Linked DNA regions of Canis lupus: region 1 is linked to region 2. Evidence: chromatin contacts called from public Hi-C data. All regions are on one chromosome and are shown on one strand. The core of a region is the stretch at or near the end of the contact, and the rest is flanking DNA. Distances in the headings are between cores, read along the strand shown. Region 1 holds the start of DYNLRB2 (dynein light chain roadblock-type 2). Region 2 has its middle 42 kb from the start of CMC2.

What was found. A called contact is a pair of places that touch in the nucleus more often than the background predicts.
Region 1: a contact with region 2 is called in a Hi-C map of blood, with 3 times the contacts expected there. The contact joins the promoter of DYNLRB2 here to the enhancer-like site in region 2. A contact is called at or near these places in 2 of 9 Hi-C or Micro-C datasets (amygdala and blood).

What each region holds. Positions count from the first base shown.
Region 1 is chr5:71,738,575-71,742,657 of UU_Cfam_GSD_1.0, reverse strand. It overlaps DYNLRB2 (dynein light chain roadblock-type 2), which reads left to right and starts at 2,543. Exons shown (of 4, transcript XM_038538246.1): 1 at 2,543-2,690. The coding sequence starts at 2,688. It overlaps LOC102156069 (a long non-coding RNA gene), which reads right to left and starts at 2,524. Exons shown (of 8, transcript XR_005360053.1): 1 at 2,354-2,524.
Region 2 is chr5:71,421,751-71,426,021 of UU_Cfam_GSD_1.0, reverse strand. No RefSeq gene overlaps it. Among named protein-coding and RNA genes, the nearest start is that of CMC2, 42 kb to the right of the region's middle. Within about 2 kb of position 1,916, at least 15 of the 20 cell types and tissues checked have an H3K27ac peak or open chromatin away from gene starts, as enhancers often do. A contact at or near this core is called in blood, where this site is marked.

The DNA.
Region 1 (4,083 bases), core at 1,294-3,793, 320 kb before region 2:
TAAATGTATGGGGTGGTACTGAAAATTCCAAGAGAGACTCGAGATTATCAAATTACCTGGATTGCTTAAGGCTAAACAAGGGAGCACCAGCAAACGACCAGTGGGAAAGAGAGACCTCAGAAAAAAAAAAAAAATCACCTCATTTTGACAAAATTATGTGAAGAATGGTGGACTTTGTGTGTACCACCCATTTTGGGGTCACTTCAGAATACTTGAAAAAAAGAATACACACTAACTCTTTCACTTAAGTTCAAAGTTGTTTAGCACTTACTGTAAGTTAGAAGAAGGGGTAGGGGGATGTTAGGAGGAGGGGAAGGGAAGGGGATAATTCACCAAAAAGGCATAAAAATTAAACCAAGTACCTCCAAGGAATAATTAGAAGTGAAAATCAATAAGGAGAAAATGGCTCATATTCTCCTCATTGATTTCCTGTGCACAGTGAGTCAAACTTGACTGTTGGTTAGAAGTCAGTTTGGCTACTTCTTATTACTTTTTCAGCAGTTGGGTACTCCTGTCAGTGCTGTTCATGCCAGAGTCTTTCTTTGCTCTAATCACAGCTGTCAGCTATTGAACGAGTCTGACACCCTGACTCCAGAAACGAGGGGATTCACACCCCATGCATATGCAGTTGGTTCCTTCATTAAAGCTGACTGACATAACAGATATGGTGCACGGCCACCGATTTTTATAAGCAAAACAAATGGCTACACAACCAACTAGGAATATCCTTGATCAGAAACACCCAGAATCCCTAGAATCAGCCTTTATGCAATTCAGCCATTTTTATTACTGTAAATACCTATACTCTGATTACTTAAAATGCTAGATATAGGCAGTCAAGAGCAGATGTGTAAACACACACACCAGACTCCTACCGTACAACCTTAGCTGTCCACTATAAATAATCTTGGCTGGAGTTCCAGGTGTCGGTCAAAAGGAGAACCACTCAGCTATTGTGATCCGGATTTGGGGGGAGGCATTATGTTTCTCGGAGGAAAAAGGACAGAATGAGGCTAACCAGAATCTCCCCCACCACCACCAAAAAAAAAAAAAAAGAGAGAGAGAGAGAGAGCTGAACTAGAACTTCTCAGGTATTGTCATAAAGTCACGAAATGATAGACTCTAAGGGGAAATGGGCCAATTAGCCCCAACTCACAACTTTGGTTGTTTCAGAGCATCCCTGACCAGGCCCATTCAGATTCTAGTTGACCGTCTTAGCAATGAGCATGCCTTTTTTGGGCTGGAGGCTGTTGGGGGTGGGGGGATGGAGGCACAAACGGCCTCAGCAGTATGGGGAGTCCTTACAGCAGGGTCCCGTGGGGGTGCATTCCCAACCTGTAACTTGTGTCTAGCAATCGCCGGTCGCCCTCTTCCAACCCCAGGACCTGAGGCCTGCAGCCACCGCGTGCTCCTGCGGACACTTCACACATGCTTGGTCTCTGCCTCCCAGGCCGCAGACGCGTCACCAACGCCCTCCTCAGCACCCCTGGCTGATCCTCCACGTGTTTCCTCCATCAGCTCCTTCAACACCTTGTGAAATGCTCTTCTAGGGCACTTTGTACAGCCCTCAGCCCTCCCCCCGCCCCCCCCCCCCCCCCCCCCCCGCACTACCACCTGCAATTTCTCAGCCACTCAGAACCTCTGTCAGATAATGACCAGAAAAAAAAAATAAAAAAAGAAAACAAACACAAACAAACAAAAAAAAACAAAACCCTAAGGGGATAAACAAAGATACTAGTGAGTAGAAACCCTGCACCTGAGTGAAGGGCAGTAAGGGGACGGGACCCTGTGAGGGGAGTAGAAGAGGCGGCTGGCTCTACTGTTTGGGGGGCAAGGACACAGAAGTCAACAAGTAACCTACATATATATATATATATATATATATATATATATATATATATATATATATATATATATATATATATATATATATATATATATATATATATATATATATATATATATATATATATACTTGTACTATTCAATATATTTTAAGAAAAAAAAAAAAAAAAACTATGGGTGGGGGCGGGGGCGGGGACCACGGCGGGGCGTGTGGAAAGTTCTCCGGGCCTGGGCCTGGGTCTGGGCCTGGGCCTGGGCCTGGGCCTCGTGGGGCGGCGGCGGCTGCCCCCAGCCCCCGGAAGTGGCCCAAGCCCGGAGGGGAGGGACCCGGCCCTCGCTTGCAGGCTCCGGGCGCATCATCACGCTCGGCCAGCGCTGCTGCGCGTGTTGCACTCGCTCGTCGCCCGAGCTGGAGGGTCCCGGGGCCCAGCGCGCCCAGCACGTGGCGGGTGGTCAAGGAGACGTTCTTGAACGAGGGAGCGGTGCGACGTGCGACGGTACGGCGTACCTCAAGGCATGACTGAATGAACGCACGACCGAACCACCAGGCCCGGGCCCGCTCCGCTCCGCAGGCCGCCGGCCCCACGGGCCTACGTGCCCCCAGGTGAGCGCCCCAGGGGCCCCGCGCCCCGACCTCGGCCTACGGCGGCCGGGAGGCGTCAAGGCCACCTCAGGGCGGAAGAGCCGCCCCCGGCCGCCGCCGGACCGCGTCCACGCAGGCGCGGGTGCCGGCACTTCCGGGAGGTCACATCCTCCCCGTCTCCTAGCAACGGCTGGAAGCGTTGCGGACTTCCCGGGCCGCGTTGGCGCCGGACTGAGCCGAGAGTCCAGCTGTCTGCACGATGGTAAATCTGGAGCCTCGCTCCGCTCCGGGGGCGCCGACGTCTGGGGCTTCCCCTGCCTGGCCGGCCCGGGGCCGCGGCCGGGGCTGGGGGCTCCAGAAGCTTTTTTGGAGGGGCGACAGGGACAAGATACCTAGATGGGGGAAACCTTTCGTGAGGGATAGGTCTCTGGAGGGTTGATTCCGGCGGCTGGAAGTGGCGAGGTGTGAGCGGCGAGAAAGGGAAGAGAGAGGTGGGGCGGGTATGACAGGTGTGGAAGGGGTGAGGGATCTCGACAGCGAGGAAAGTTTGAAGAGGAAGGAGGCGATGTGGAGAGAAGTCGGATCATCCTGGGAAGGAAGGAAGATGCGACAGGGAGAGAGGGCGGAGAAGGAGGCGACGCTGAGAAGGAAGGAAAATAGAGGGGCGCCCGGGTGCCTCGGTGGTTGAGCGCCTGCCTTCGGCCCAGGGCGTGATCCTGGGGTCCCGGGATCGAGTCCCGCATCGGGCTCCCTGCGTGGAGCCTGCTTCTGCCTCTGCCTGTGTCTCTGCCTCTCATTGTGTGCGTCTCATGAATGAATAAATAAAATCTTAAAAAGGGAGGGGGGCGGAAAGAGGAAAGGGAGGACAGAGCAAAAACTGAAAGCGAAGGATAAGAAAAGGAAAGTGGAGACTGGTGAAAAAAAGCAGCAAGGTGAAAGCAGAGTTTTAAGAGAGGAATTAAAAGGAGATTGGAAATTGGGATGAAGAGATTGCATTGGGGAGCGCAGAAAACACGAAAAACAGCTGAAAGAAGAGAGGGAAAGGCTGACAACAGAGAGAAGCATTTGACAAGGAAGTAAAAAAAAAAAAAGATAAAGGAGGGGTGAGTGGTCGTAAGGAGCTGTGGACAATGTCCTTAAAGACACAAAGATGTAATATGTTTTGGGTCCCCTGTATAACTACTCCGCCTTAGTGCAGTGTTTCCCAAAGTGATATGCAAAGTTGCTGTGTAAGACAGCTTGGAAATAACAACACAGTGAATCATATCTGAGGAAGTTATTCCTCTTCTTTTTTTTTTTTTTTTCTCCCAGCCGGTAGACTATATCCAGTAGAAAGCTCCTGGCACTGTTAGGTCCTTAAGCACTGTCATTTGGTAATTTCTTTTTTTAACCTGAACATCAGTGCTCAGGCTCAGACCTTTCTTTGGAGTAGAATTTAATAATATGTTCTCTCTTCATTTATTTTTGTTCTTATGGTTATTTCTGTTTATGACAATCAGCAGATTTCCATCTGTGGTAGTGATGTATAGTTTCCTTGTAATATGCATTTGTTTAAGTTTTTAATAGTGAGATAATTCAACGAGCATACTAGGTAAATAGTGTAGATGGTATTCATTATGGCAAAAAGTGGGAGTCCAGCACACGAATGCCCGAAA
Region 2 (4,271 bases), core at 667-3,166:
AGAAATAGTGAAAGGGATTAAAAGGGAAAGTAGGGGAACTGGGTGGGAAAAAATTAGAGAGGAAAACAAACCATAAAAGACTCCCAACTCTGAGAAACAAAGGGTTGCAGAAGGGAAGGTGAGTGGGGGGGGGGGGTATGGGGTAACTGGGGGAAGGGTAATGAGGAGGGCACTTGAACGGATGAGCACTGTTATACTATATGTTTGCAAATTGAATTTAAATTTTAAAAATGTAAAATAAATAAAAATAAATCCCCAACCACTTAATAAAAATAAATTAAAATTTAAAATTTTTAAAATAGAGGCACCTGGGTGGCTCAGTTAGTCAAGCATAGGACTCTTGATTTAAGCTCTGATCATGATCTTGAGGTAGTGCAATCAAGCCCAATGTCTGGCTCTACACTAAGTGGAGAGCCTACCTGGGACTTTCTCTCTCTCTTCCTCTTCTCCTCCCCTTATCCCTGCTCTCATAATAAATAAATCAAATAAATAAATAAATAAATAAATAAATAAATAAATAAATAAATAAATAAATAAATAAATAAAACATATATGCATAACAAAGAAAGAAAAATAAAATCTCCACTTAATTCTCATTCTCTCCCCAACCCACATCTCTCCTTCCCTCCCTCACCTCCTGTCATTCTTCTTAAAGGAATTATTACCCTCTTGTGGTAAAGACATATTTAAAATTTTTTTCAACTATTCCTTCCCTCTCGCTACAATTTCTTCTCTAGTACTGAATTCAAATAAAAGTAAAGTATTAAATTGAATGCTTTAAAAGAAATAGCATCTGCCTTTTATACAATATTTATATCTATACTCTAACCGTACGCATATACATAATACATTAAAACATGTGCCTATATCCATAAAAATATATCTAGAGCAGTTGTTCACCCGGTGTCAGCGATGGTTATTTCTGAGCTGCGGGATTTTTCCTCTGCTCCTGCGTCAACTTCCGCGCATCTTTTGATCTCTTTAGAACAAGCACGTTCTCTGTTTGGGTGTATTAGGAAGCCTATGGCTAGCAGAAGTGGACGTGCCAAGGTGGTGGTGGAGGAGGGAGTGGGGCAGGTGTCAGGTGGACCGGGCAGTGGGAGGGGGAGGGGCGGGGCCGGGGCCGGGCCGCGGGCACCGGGAGGGGGAGGGGGGCGGGAGTGGGACCGGGCAGCCGGAGGGGAGGGGGCGGGGACCGGGCAGCGGGATGGTGAGGGGGGAAGGGCAGCGGGAGGGGGTGGGGCCGGGGCAGCGGGCACCAGGGGGAGGAGGTGGGACAGGGCAGCGGGCGGGGGCGGGGCGGGGCCGGGCAGCGGGAGGGGTTTGGGGGCGGGACCGTGCAGCGGGAGGGGGAGGGGCGGGACTGGGCAACGGAGGGGGCGGGGCCTGGCCGCGGGAGGGCGGGGCCTGGCCGCGGGAGGGGCGGGGCCGGGCAGCGGGAGGGCGGGGCCGGGCAGCGGGCGGGGCGGTCCAGGAAGGAGGAGGGGCGGGAGCGGGGGCTGCGGCGGGGGCTGCGGCGGGGGCTGCGGCGGGGGCAGCGCGTGCGGGGGAGCGGGCGGCGCTCCGGGAGGAGGAGCCCCGCGCGGCGAGGGAGGCGCGGGCTGGGGCAGGAAGCGCCGCGGGCCGCGCGCTGACCTACTTTCCTCGGGCCCCTGTGTTTGTGGCCAGGGCTCCTGCTGAGACAGTCCGGAGCCTCGGAGACACGCACGGGCTCGGGAGGAGGCCAACCCGGGCCCGCCGCCGCCGCCGCCTCCCCGCGCCCACAGTCAGGTCCGCCCCGCCGGGTCCCGGGGAAGGGGGTCCCCGCGCAGACGCCGCGTGCGGCCAGGCTTGAGCGCCCGTGAAACCCGGGTGGCTCCGTGGGACCTTCGGCCCGAGAGCAGGCGCTCGCGCCCTGGGGCCCGCGCCTCCCGGCTGATGTGTGCGCTCCAGGCCGCAGGGAGGCCCGCGGGGCGACGCGCGCGCTTCCTCCTGCCCCAGCTGGCCTCCCAGCACCTGCCCAGAACTTGTAGAACAAGCTCAGTGTCACCTCAGCTCGGCCACTTTCCACCCCGTGTCCTTGGGCCGGTCACGATGCCCCGAGTCCCCGAGGCCTATCTTGCTTTTAAAATGCAGAGAATGCTATTTCCATCCCAAGGTCAGGGTGAAGAGTAAATAAATAACGTGGGTCATGATGGCTGCACTGACCACGGACACATGCCATGTGTTCAACATAAAACGTTAGTTTATCCACTCATTAGGAAGCTGCTTTGTAGAGGGCACCACTCACGGCCTCGGTGCTCCACACCTGGTCAAGAGTGATTTATGTCATCAGAGTTACCTATGCCCTAAGACAGTTTAAAGTAACCATGTGCTTGAGGAAATGTGTCCTTTCTGAAATATTTCCTGTGAAATACTTTGGCCCTGTGCCCACTACCTAAAGAACTATGTTTTGGATCACTGGTATAAAAATAATAAACACTTAAAAAGCAATTGCTATGAGCCAGATGGAGGGTGTCAGAGCTTTAGGTGAAATAACTCTTGTAGCCTCTTAGTAGCAACCACCAGAAAGAAAACAGGCTGAAATAAGTGGTGGAGTTATAAACAGACATTTGTCATTTTGGGGTCATAGGGTATCCATTCCCCCCTTTTCATGGTTAATATCTTTATTTCTTCTGGGGAAATGACCTCATCTACACTGTGCCACCTTGAGTAGCTGAGAAATCTTTTTTTTTTTTTTTTTAAGATTTTATTTATTTATTCATGAGAGAGAGAGACAGCAGAGGGAGAAGCAGGATCCATGCAGGGAGCCCAATGTGGGACTCGATCCTGGGACCACGGGATCATGCCCTGAGCCAGAGGGAGCAGTCAACTGCTGAGCCACCCAGGTGTCCCAAGTAGTGAAAAATCTAAGTCTCTTGCCCTCCCCATACCAAAGAGCTTACTCTTTGGCCCAGCTTGGCCAACTGGACTCTCCCTCGCCCAAGACTTGGAATCACAATGGAAATGAACAGGACAGAAGAAAATACTAATTAAAACGACAAAATTATAACAACAATAGGGCATTCTGCTGGTGATGTGCTATCTAGATTATTAATGCTCCCAACACAACTACCACCACCATGGCCCACAAGCCTCCTGTCTGCCCATCCAGAGCTCCGGATGCAGGAATCCAGCTAACATCCAGACAGCCACAACCTGATATCCCAAGGCACTAACTCTCCATCTCCCCCTCACCCCTAAACCTCTCCCATGTTCCTCCTCTCAGTGCAAGCCACCACCATCCTTCTAGTTTCCCAGCAGAGAGGCCTGGGAATTATCTTAGACTCTTCCTTTCTCATCCTCCACTCATCTGGTCTCCAGGCCTGTCAACTCTGCCTCGTAAAAGCTTGGAAACCCGTTCTTCCTTCATCTGCCTCAGTTCAGACCTTCATCCTTTGTCTCTTGGAAGATGGTGATCACTTCTCCAGGAAGATGCCTCCTATATCTGGGCCTTCCTCCTCTAACTCATCTTTCACGCTGCAGTCAGGGCAATCTTTCTCAAATCTTCCACATGGTTGTGTCAGGAGCTTGAAGCTCTTTGACAGTCTGTCCCTTGCTCCTTTGTAGAGCCCAGGCTCCTTATCATGGTAAATAAGGGCTTGTATCCCTTGCCACTCTGTCCCATTTCTTCTTATCTCTCAACACTCCTACCCAAGCACCTTCCTCCACTCACATGAAAGTTTTCACTGATGCAGGACATTCTTTGCTTTTTTGCTTTTACACTGTTCCCCAGTTCCACTCCGGCCACATGTTTTACTGCTTTGCATTTATCCTACAAGTCCTGTCTCAATCTGGCCCTTCTAACAACCACATCATCTCAAACAGAGTAGGATGAGTGAATGAGTACATCCTGGTTGGAGATGAAGAAAGGAGATAATCTCGCATTTGCTTTTTTCCCAGGCAGATTGTGGGAAGCTGGTTTACATTTCTGAGAGTGACTAAGAAGTAAGCCTGAAACTGCTGGCAGCCATGCTGCCACTACGAGGAAAACACTGCCTGGGAATGAAGCCGAAACAAAGGAAGACAGTTTGCCCATGAGACTGAGTTCCCCTGGTGACACTTCAGCCCCTAGATGCAGCTACGGCTGAAGTCAGACATAGCTCTTGAACAATTGTGTAAACCATTCCCTCTTTTTGCCTAAGCCATTTAAAATGTGGATTTTCCATCTATCACAAGCAGAAGAATCCTGATATCCCTAAAAAACACTAAATAAGAATACCCGTTGAGAGAAAAGCTTTAAAATCCACAAA